Regions from separate parts of the Sus scrofa genome. Here region 1 is linked to region 2. The links are chromatin contacts, called in public HiChIP or PLAC-seq maps. All regions are on one chromosome and are shown on one strand. Each heading gives the region's core, a stretch centred on a gene start, on an enhancer-like site or on the middle of the called end of the contact. The rest is flanking DNA. Distances are from core to core; before and after follow the strand shown. Region 1 overlaps RNF2 (E3 ubiquitin-protein ligase RING2). Region 2 overlaps FAM129A (protein Niban-like).

What was found. HiChIP or PLAC-seq counts read pairs in DNA pulled down with a chosen protein or histone mark.
Region 1: an H3K27ac HiChIP or PLAC-seq map of alveolar macrophages shows a contact between it and region 2. The contact joins two enhancer-like sites. A contact is called at or near these places in 1 of 47 Hi-C or Micro-C datasets (embryonic fibroblasts) and 1 of 2 datasets of contacts at active chromatin or transcription factors (alveolar macrophages).

The regions. Positions count from the first base shown.
Region 1 is chr9:126,270,643-126,274,704 of Sscrofa11.1, reverse strand. It overlaps RNF2 (E3 ubiquitin-protein ligase RING2), which reads right to left. Exons shown (of 7, transcript XM_021102634.1): 3 at 726-886. Among named protein-coding and RNA genes, the nearest start is that of SWT1, 75 kb to the left of the region's middle. Within about 2 kb of position 1,929, at least 3 of the 83 cell types and tissues checked have an H3K27ac peak or open chromatin away from gene starts, as enhancers often do. A contact at or near this core is called in alveolar macrophages, where this site is marked.
Region 2 is chr9:126,109,271-126,113,407 of Sscrofa11.1, reverse strand. All of the region lies in intron 1 of FAM129A (protein Niban-like), which reads left to right. Among named protein-coding and RNA genes, the nearest start is that of FAM129A, 61 kb to the left of the region's middle. Within about 2 kb of position 2,142, at least 9 of the 83 cell types and tissues checked have an H3K27ac peak or open chromatin away from gene starts, as enhancers often do. A contact at or near this core is called in alveolar macrophages, where this site is marked.

The DNA.
Region 1 (4,062 bases), core at 680-3,179, 160 kb before region 2:
TCGTATTGTCACTGCTGTGTCAATCCCTGGTCTAGGAACTTCTGCATGCCCAGGGTGCAGCCAAAATAAACAAACAAATACACAAAAAAAATCATCCTGAAAAGCTTTTCAAGTTGTGTAGTTCCCACTGTGTCATGGTGGGTTAAGAATCCAACTGCAGCAGCTCAGGTCACTGCAGAGCTTCAGGTTCGATCCCCTGCTCAGTGCAGTGGGTTAGAAGTTCCCACATTGCCAAAGCTGCAGCATAAGTCACAGCTGCAGTTTAGATTCAGCCCCTGCCCTGGGAACTTCCATAGGCTGGAGTTCCCATTGAAGCACACCAGAAACAAATCAGATTAGTATACATGAGGACGTGGATTCGATCCCGCCTCGATCACTAGGTTAAGGATCCAGTGTTGCAGTGAGCTATGGGTATAGGTTGCAGGCATGACTCAGATCCTGAGTTGCTATAGCTGTGGCGTAGGGCAGCTGTAGCTCTGATTTGAACCCTAACCTGGGAACTTCCATATGCCACAGGAATGTCCCTAAAAAGCAAAAATAAAATAAAATTAAAAATAATTTGCATAAAACCACGTTTCAAAGCAAAGATTTTTCCAATGATTAAAACATAGACATCAGATACATTTCCAATTCTCAAATATCAGAATGTATTTCTCAAAATCCTTAGGTACTTGAGCACTGTCCTGGTATAATTTAAGTACCAAGGATAATTCATTTCAACATACCCACTTCTGAGGGCTGTGATAATGCAGTCTGCACAAAAACGATGTAAACACTCCTTTGTAGTCATGGTATTCTTCAACATGTCCAAACAAATCGGGCACATTAGTTCACTGTGTAGACTTCGAGGTGAAACCACAATTTCCAAGCCATCGGTTATTGCCTCCTGTAAAAGCATCACTTTAAAATTAAATGTTACCCAATTTCCTTAAAATTATGAACAAGTTCAAATATATAAAAATATAGAAAAAGACAAAAATGAACACCCAGTCACCAGCATGATCAACTCATAATCAATCTTGTTTTAGCTATAATCTCCAACTTCCCTCATCCCCGGTACTAATGTATTCAAAAATGCTCTCATTTTAATGCTAAAATAGTAACAGTACATATTTATAAGATAACTAATAGTAAACTAATCTGGTATAATTTTTTAAAAGCATCAAATATGAAATCAGATGTCTAGTTCTACAACTAGCTTTGTGCCTTTAAATCATTAGTTTTAAACCTGTCTTATCTGCAAAATGAAGCAGGCTAAATGAACCCTAAGAATTCTTACATCTTCAAAACTGTACCATCTTGGAGTTCCTGTTGTGGCTCAGTGGTTAAAGAATCCGACTAGAACCATGAGGTTGCGTGTTCCATCCCTAGCCTCGCTCAGTGGGTCAAGGATCTGGCGCTGCCGTGAGCTGTGGTGTAGGCTGCAGACGAGGCTCAGATCCCACGTTGCTGTGGCTGTGGCGTAGGCCGGTGGCTACAGCTCCAATTAGACCCCTAGCCTGGGAACCTACATTTGCCGCTGGAGCGGCCCAAGAAATGGCAAAAAGACCAAAACAAAAACAACTGTACCATCTTGATAATAAATTATACATTTAATGCCATCAATTAAAATATTTTAAGACTCAAATACAAGTATTCCCTATTTATATACAGCTTAGCAATTTCATCTGAAATCACTCTTTGAACCTTAAAAAGTCTTGACCCACAGAAACACTTTTATACCAAGCGGTCAGGTTCTCAGGCTAACCTATCCACTGATTTAAACCACAGCACATGTGAAGAATAACAAGTAACAGTATTGCTAATTGCCATGTCTAAAAGTGTTTTCAGTGCTAAAATGCATTTGGAGCTTCAATGCAGAATTCAGGACACAGCTCCTACTTTCTTTACCACTGCCACTACCAACCCTTCCCACAAGGTGGCACTGAGAACAAAGACTACCAAACTCCTAAAGGCAGCAATACAGGCTCCTACAGATTGAAGAAAAGAGGTCTAGTAGGTGGCACTTAAAAAAGTAGATGGAAACAGAAATAAGGGGCTTCCCATACGTTACCAACACTTCCTGTCTCTGCCAGTTCTTCATCATACTTGTGTTTTCTCTACAGGGTCAAAGACTGATGATCCCAACAAGGAAAGACATCAAAACTATAGATATTGTCCATTAAGTATCATGTCCCAACCTCTTCATATAAAACACTTTCTGTATTTTACTTAGTTTATTACAAACAAACTCTTGATTTAGGAATTACAACCTCTAATTTGTAAATCACACAGAGTATGACGATGACTCAATCTAGTAATCTAGTCTGTCCTCCTCTTCCTCTTTAGAACTTGCCTAGCAATATCCCAATCTTGGATAAACCATCCATCCATGTTTTCCATGCCTCTACCTGTGCATCTGTGTAGCACTGCAGGAGAGAAAAAAAGGAACCACACAGCCAGACTGGTATAAAAAAAAACTTGTTTATCTCTCACTACACTATTTTTCAACTTTCCTTTCTACAGCCCTTCTACCACCTGATGATCTCACCTCAAATTTCATGAAAAGAGAGCTCTCTTATTTTCTCTCTACCAAATCTTTATAGAGCACCTTCTTTCTCACAGGAAGGAGAAAGTAGGTCTCTTTCTATCATATGTACATTCCTTTCTACCTTCTTAAGTATATCCCTCTTTTTATGATTGTTTGCTCTCAGACTCCAGCAATCTCTCCCTCTTCACTAAATCAGCCTAAATTAACACAGGGTTGCTGCATAGTGAAGTGTGAATGATGACCTTAGAGCTGTGTGAATGGGGTGGCGGCAGTTCCATCTCCCATCTTATTAACAAAACAAAATTTAAAACTTCTTGATTCCATGTTCCCCTCAGCTTTTCACTCCATTTCTCTGTTCTTCGGCACAGCTAAATTTCTCTGAAGAATTACCAGTGTATTTTCACCTTTTCCCTGTCCTAAAGGCATACACCACAGTCTACTCAAGTGAGTCTACTCTTGTTAAAGTTAGCATGTATATGTGCCAACTCTAATGTTCACCTCTGTAATTCGCATCTTCCTCATCTACTCAGGAGTACTCAACACAGTAACTGCATCTTCTTTCTTGAAACACTTCGTCTTGGGTTTTCATCCACTCTCTTCAACGTCCATTTTTCCTTACTTTTCTCTGGCTGTTCCTTCTAAGTCTCCTTTGCTGGCTCCTTTTCTTTCTTTCTTTCTTTTTTTTTTTTTTTTTTTTTTTTTTTGTCTTTTGTCTTTTTAGGGCCACATCCACAGCATATGGAAGTTTTCAGGCTAGGAACTGAATCAGAGCTGTAGCTGCAGGCCTACACCACAGCAACAGCAACACGGGATCTGAGCTACGTCTGTGACATTCACTGCAGCCCACTGAACAAGGCCAGGGATCGAACCCACATCCTCATGGATATTAGTCGGGTTTGTTAACCACTGAACCATGACAGGAACTCCCTGGGTCCTTTTCTATTACTTAATTTCTAAATGTTAAAGCTCCTCTGGCTGAAGTTCTGGGCCTTCTGTTCATCTCTCTTTAACTGATCTTATCCTTTCTCATGCTTAAAATGTGCTGAAAGCCCCTAAAACTTTATATTTGGTCTGGCCCTCTAGGTAACATCTCTGCCTATCTTACAGGCATTTCAAATTTACAATGAATTCAGTTTATCTCCTTGAACCTGCTGCTCTCCTGGTCTTTCCCATCTTCACCTTCTCAAAATAGTCTTCCCTGGTTCCCTGTTACTTTTTCTTACAGCAATGAGGACCTTCCCTCTACACAGCTTCTCAAATGTGTAATTCTATAGATATTTAGTTGTTTAATTCTATAAACTTCCCGGGCTGGTACCACATCTGTTACATCACTTCCCCTAGTGCCTAGCTTAGGACCTTTCATAGAGAATGCACTCAAATTATCTGATGAATGAAGTGTCAACCAAACATACACAAATTAGGATTGTTTGCATATAAACTTATTATCATTGTTAGCGTTCTTCCAAGTTTTCGTTATCGAAAAATGTACCCCAGTTTACATTTGTCTCATATTCTCCCTAACGTAGGTATCT
Region 2 (4,137 bases), core at 893-3,392:
GTATTTAATATAAGCTCTTGGGAGCATAAGTATGTGTTTCTTTTCTGTGGATTAATATCTGAGGTAAATCACAGAGAACTTCAGTTGGTATATGTGTCTGATTTTTAACTCATAGCGGAGTTTCTGCCAGGTAGGATGCGGGGACCTACTGGCATCAAGGCTGCCTATGAAGAATTTTTGTTGTAGGGTGTTAAAAAACAAAAACAAAACAACAAAACCTGTCACTCAAGCACCAATAATAAATGTGCTTAAAAAAAATATCATTTAGTTCAATTACGGAGAATCCAATTTCTCCTCATTCTCTAAGGCACTTACCAGAAGAAAGAGAGAGTCCTTGGGCATTATTCTGTGTAATTAGATTTTTGCACCTTTGTATTGTGAGTTGGGATTTCGACTTCTCCACCCTAAGGTGCAAAGTGATGGTGCTTAGAAACCCGAGACTCAAGCTGATGTTATAATTCATCAGGATTTTAAAACTTGTAGAAGCTGAGAAATGCTGGGGAGAATAAATAATAGTGGATATTATTATACTCTGTTTTATAAATATTAAAAATATTTTATTTTTAGAGCTACTTCTCTCATTCTCCCAAATTAATCTTCACCTGAAACCTCAACAGGTTTTAAGAAACTGTGCCAAAGTCCTTGTTAACTCTCTTCTCATACAATTTGCTTCATTTCCCAGGAAACAGCCACTTTGTTAAAATAAACCTCTTTTTAAAAAAAACATTCTGTATTTTCCCTCTTCATAGTAACAGTAAAAATGTAACATCTGAATGTTGTGATGTTTTTGTGAGTTATTATGAGAAAAACTGAAGGTGAAGTGTTAAGTAAATACAACTGGATACAAAATATAATAATCTCGACTATTAAAAAATAATTTGAAAAAGATAAGAAGGAAATATAGCAAAAATAATGTTTGGATTTTTTGTATCTTGCTGTACTTATGAGCTACATTTCCGAAAGTGATTGAAACAGGATGGAATCTGAATATTTTGGGAAATACTTTTAAATACATCATAGTTGTTTTAACACTAAGAAGGATGGTTGAACTAGGAATAATCCACTATAAATAGTATCTTTCAAAGGAAAAAAACGCTGATACAGAATAGAATTGAAATAAACTTCTGCAGAACTGGAATGTTGACACAGAACCTTCTAGAATGAGAAGACTTCATATAAGTTTTACTTAGACCGTTGTATATTTCCCATGTCTACAAACTGGTCAAGAAATGCAAACCAAGGAAAATATTTGTTTGTAAATAGTTCCCTACATACAATTCCCAGGGGAAAATTCGCCTAATAGCTTAAAAGGAATTAACTTGTAAGAGTCAGATTCTTTTTTTAAAAAACAACAACAAAAAAATTGAGCTATGAGAGTGCATATTTTTAATAATAAATATTCAAGCTGAGAACGGGACCTTTCTCCTTTCCTGGGGAACTGGCAGGATTATGATGCACTATAATTTGCTTTATTCTTAAATATTTACATAGCCATTCTTTCATTCATTCAACAAGTATTTGCTGAGTACATAAATGTTGTATACTTTTGGAGGAGAGATAAGCTATATTTAAACAGCTGTAGCAAAAGTGGTGCACAGTTTTGGGAGAATTCAGAAGAAGGTGAGTGTTTCCAGGTGGGGAGAGCCGAAAAAGTTTCTTGGGTTAGGATTGTCATGTGGGCTGGAAGAGAGGGAGGGAGGAGGGGTGAAGGCGTGGGCACGTAGAGGGGAGAAGAAGGGTTCGTTTGAGTAGGAGAGGAGGGAAGCAAGACAGTTGAAGCCAGATCACAGGGCATTTGGTGCCAGCTAAGTGGCTACTACTCTAGGCAATGGGGAACCGTTGAAGAGTTTTACAGCGGAAGTAACATGATCTTGCAACAACATGTCAAATGAAATTTGTCAGGTCAAACCCCGAGGATTATGGCTCTGTCACTATGTGATGTGCCTCTGAAGGCTTTCAAAAGAGTTACCTGGGAATATTAATGGCAAGACTTGGTTCTGAAGGACAGTTCCCCACTCTAACATCTGGGCCTCGATAACTCACGTTGGCTTTCTCTTGAGTGGGCCAGCTACGATTCAGCCTCTCCTGTTTTGCTCCATCAGCTCTGGACTCACTCTGGCCGCTTCCTAGAATCTGCCTGTGACACACAGACCAAGTTCTGGCTTTCTCCCTTAATCCTCCAGGATCTCTGTATCAGCAGTGGCACTCCCCTCTCCCACTTTGGCTTTGACTTTCTTGTTCCTCTTTCAGAACTGAGAACTAGAAAGTTCTTTGTTCTTTGATTGAAAGTGTGGTGGCTGGGGTGGGGAAAAGGAGATGGATTCAAAACATACTGTGGAAAGAGAAATGATAAGGTTTGATGATTGAATATGGGAGCAAGAGAAAAGGACTCAACTAAGTCTGAGTTTTGGAACCTGTATGAATTCAAATGGTTTGAAAAAGGAGAGAAGATGCTTTTCGTACTTTTCCAAAGCTGAATGGAAGATGCTTTTCGTACTTTTCCAAAGCTGAATGGAGCTAAGCGTTGTGAACAGAGCTGCCAAGGAGGCTTCTTTTAACTTTAGTCATCACTAAAGGGCGATGTTAGGAGCAGCCTGATCAGGTCAACTGTACCAACACAATGGGCAGGCTGCAGTAATTGAGTAGGATTAGAAGAAATATGCATGTGCCAAAAATGCTGGTTTAAGAAAATGTGGAAGAAGCCCTTTGTGGTTCTAATCTTTGTATTACTGAGTAACTTCCTTTTAGAGAAAGACCTGGCCCTGTGGGTTACAATTTAGGAAAGTGAATGTGATACTTAATTCTGGGGGTGGAGAGGAATGCAATTCAATAGTCAAGAATTTTGAAAACTGTGGAAATAAGACAGTTTAAGCTGAAGTGATTTTATGTGGTGCCTGTGGGTGGATTCACTTATTTGAATGCTTCCACCGTGTAATATTACATAATAGCGATACTAGTCAAAATTTGTTGAGTAGCTAAAGTGTCTGACACTGCTCTAGGTACTTTCTAAACTGCAGAATATCTCACTGAATCATCACAAAACCTGTAAAAATAGTGTCTTGGTGACCCCATTTTACAGGTCAGAAAATTGAGGCTCAGAGAGAGGGGCTCAATGTAACCCAGAAAAGAAAGTCTGTCTTATAGCTCATTATTTTGAATGGAACGATGGGGGACAGAGTAATAGGGATACAGAAAGTGATGGAAGGTATAATTCATTTTTTGCTTTGGCTCATTTAGGCTAATGTTTGATTCATTTGGTTTTAAATTACATTGAGGGACTCTTACATACTATAAGTATTCCTGAAACATCTGTGAACATGTAGGTTATGTTCGTTTTGAGCTTGTAGTGAGTGGGATGGCTGTTCTGTATGCGGCAAGACAGGATGGCTCCAGCTAAAGAGTTAAATACACAGCTTGCTTTTGGCTTCACCTTGAGTCCTTGGTTCAACTTAAGGACCTTCCCAGGGTGGTTGGCTTCAGTGCTTCATCATTAATTTAATTACTAGGGATTGCCAAACACTTACCATGTGCCAAATGCAGTGCTGAGCACTTTATTACATTGTTTCATGCAATTATGACAACATTGTGAGATTGCTACTCTTTTTTTTTTAAAAGTATAGTTGAGTTGCAATATTGTGTTAGTTTTAGGTTACAGCCAAGTGATTCAATATTTTTGCAGATTATATTCCTTTATAAAATATTGAGCATGATTCCCTGAGCTATATAGTATATCCTGCTTGCTTATCTATTTTATACACAGCAGTCTATAAATCCCATACCCCTAATTTGTCCCTCCTCTTCCCTTTCCCCTTTGGTAAGCACAAGTTCATTTTCTATATCTGTGAGTCTGTTTTTGTTTTGCATATACATTCATTTGTATCATTTTTTTAGATTCCACGTATATGTGATATCAGATAGTGTTTGTCTATCTGACATTTCGCTAAGCATAATATTCTCTAGGTCTAGCCACATTGCCGCAGTGGTTCATTCTTTGCTATGGTGGAGTAATATAATATCTTCTTAATTCCTGAGATTGCCACTCTTGCTGGCTTCATTTTATATGAGGGAAAGTAATTGGTGTGAAGTTCCACTACTAATGAGTAGCAGAGATGGGATTCAAACCCTTGTCTGTCTGAC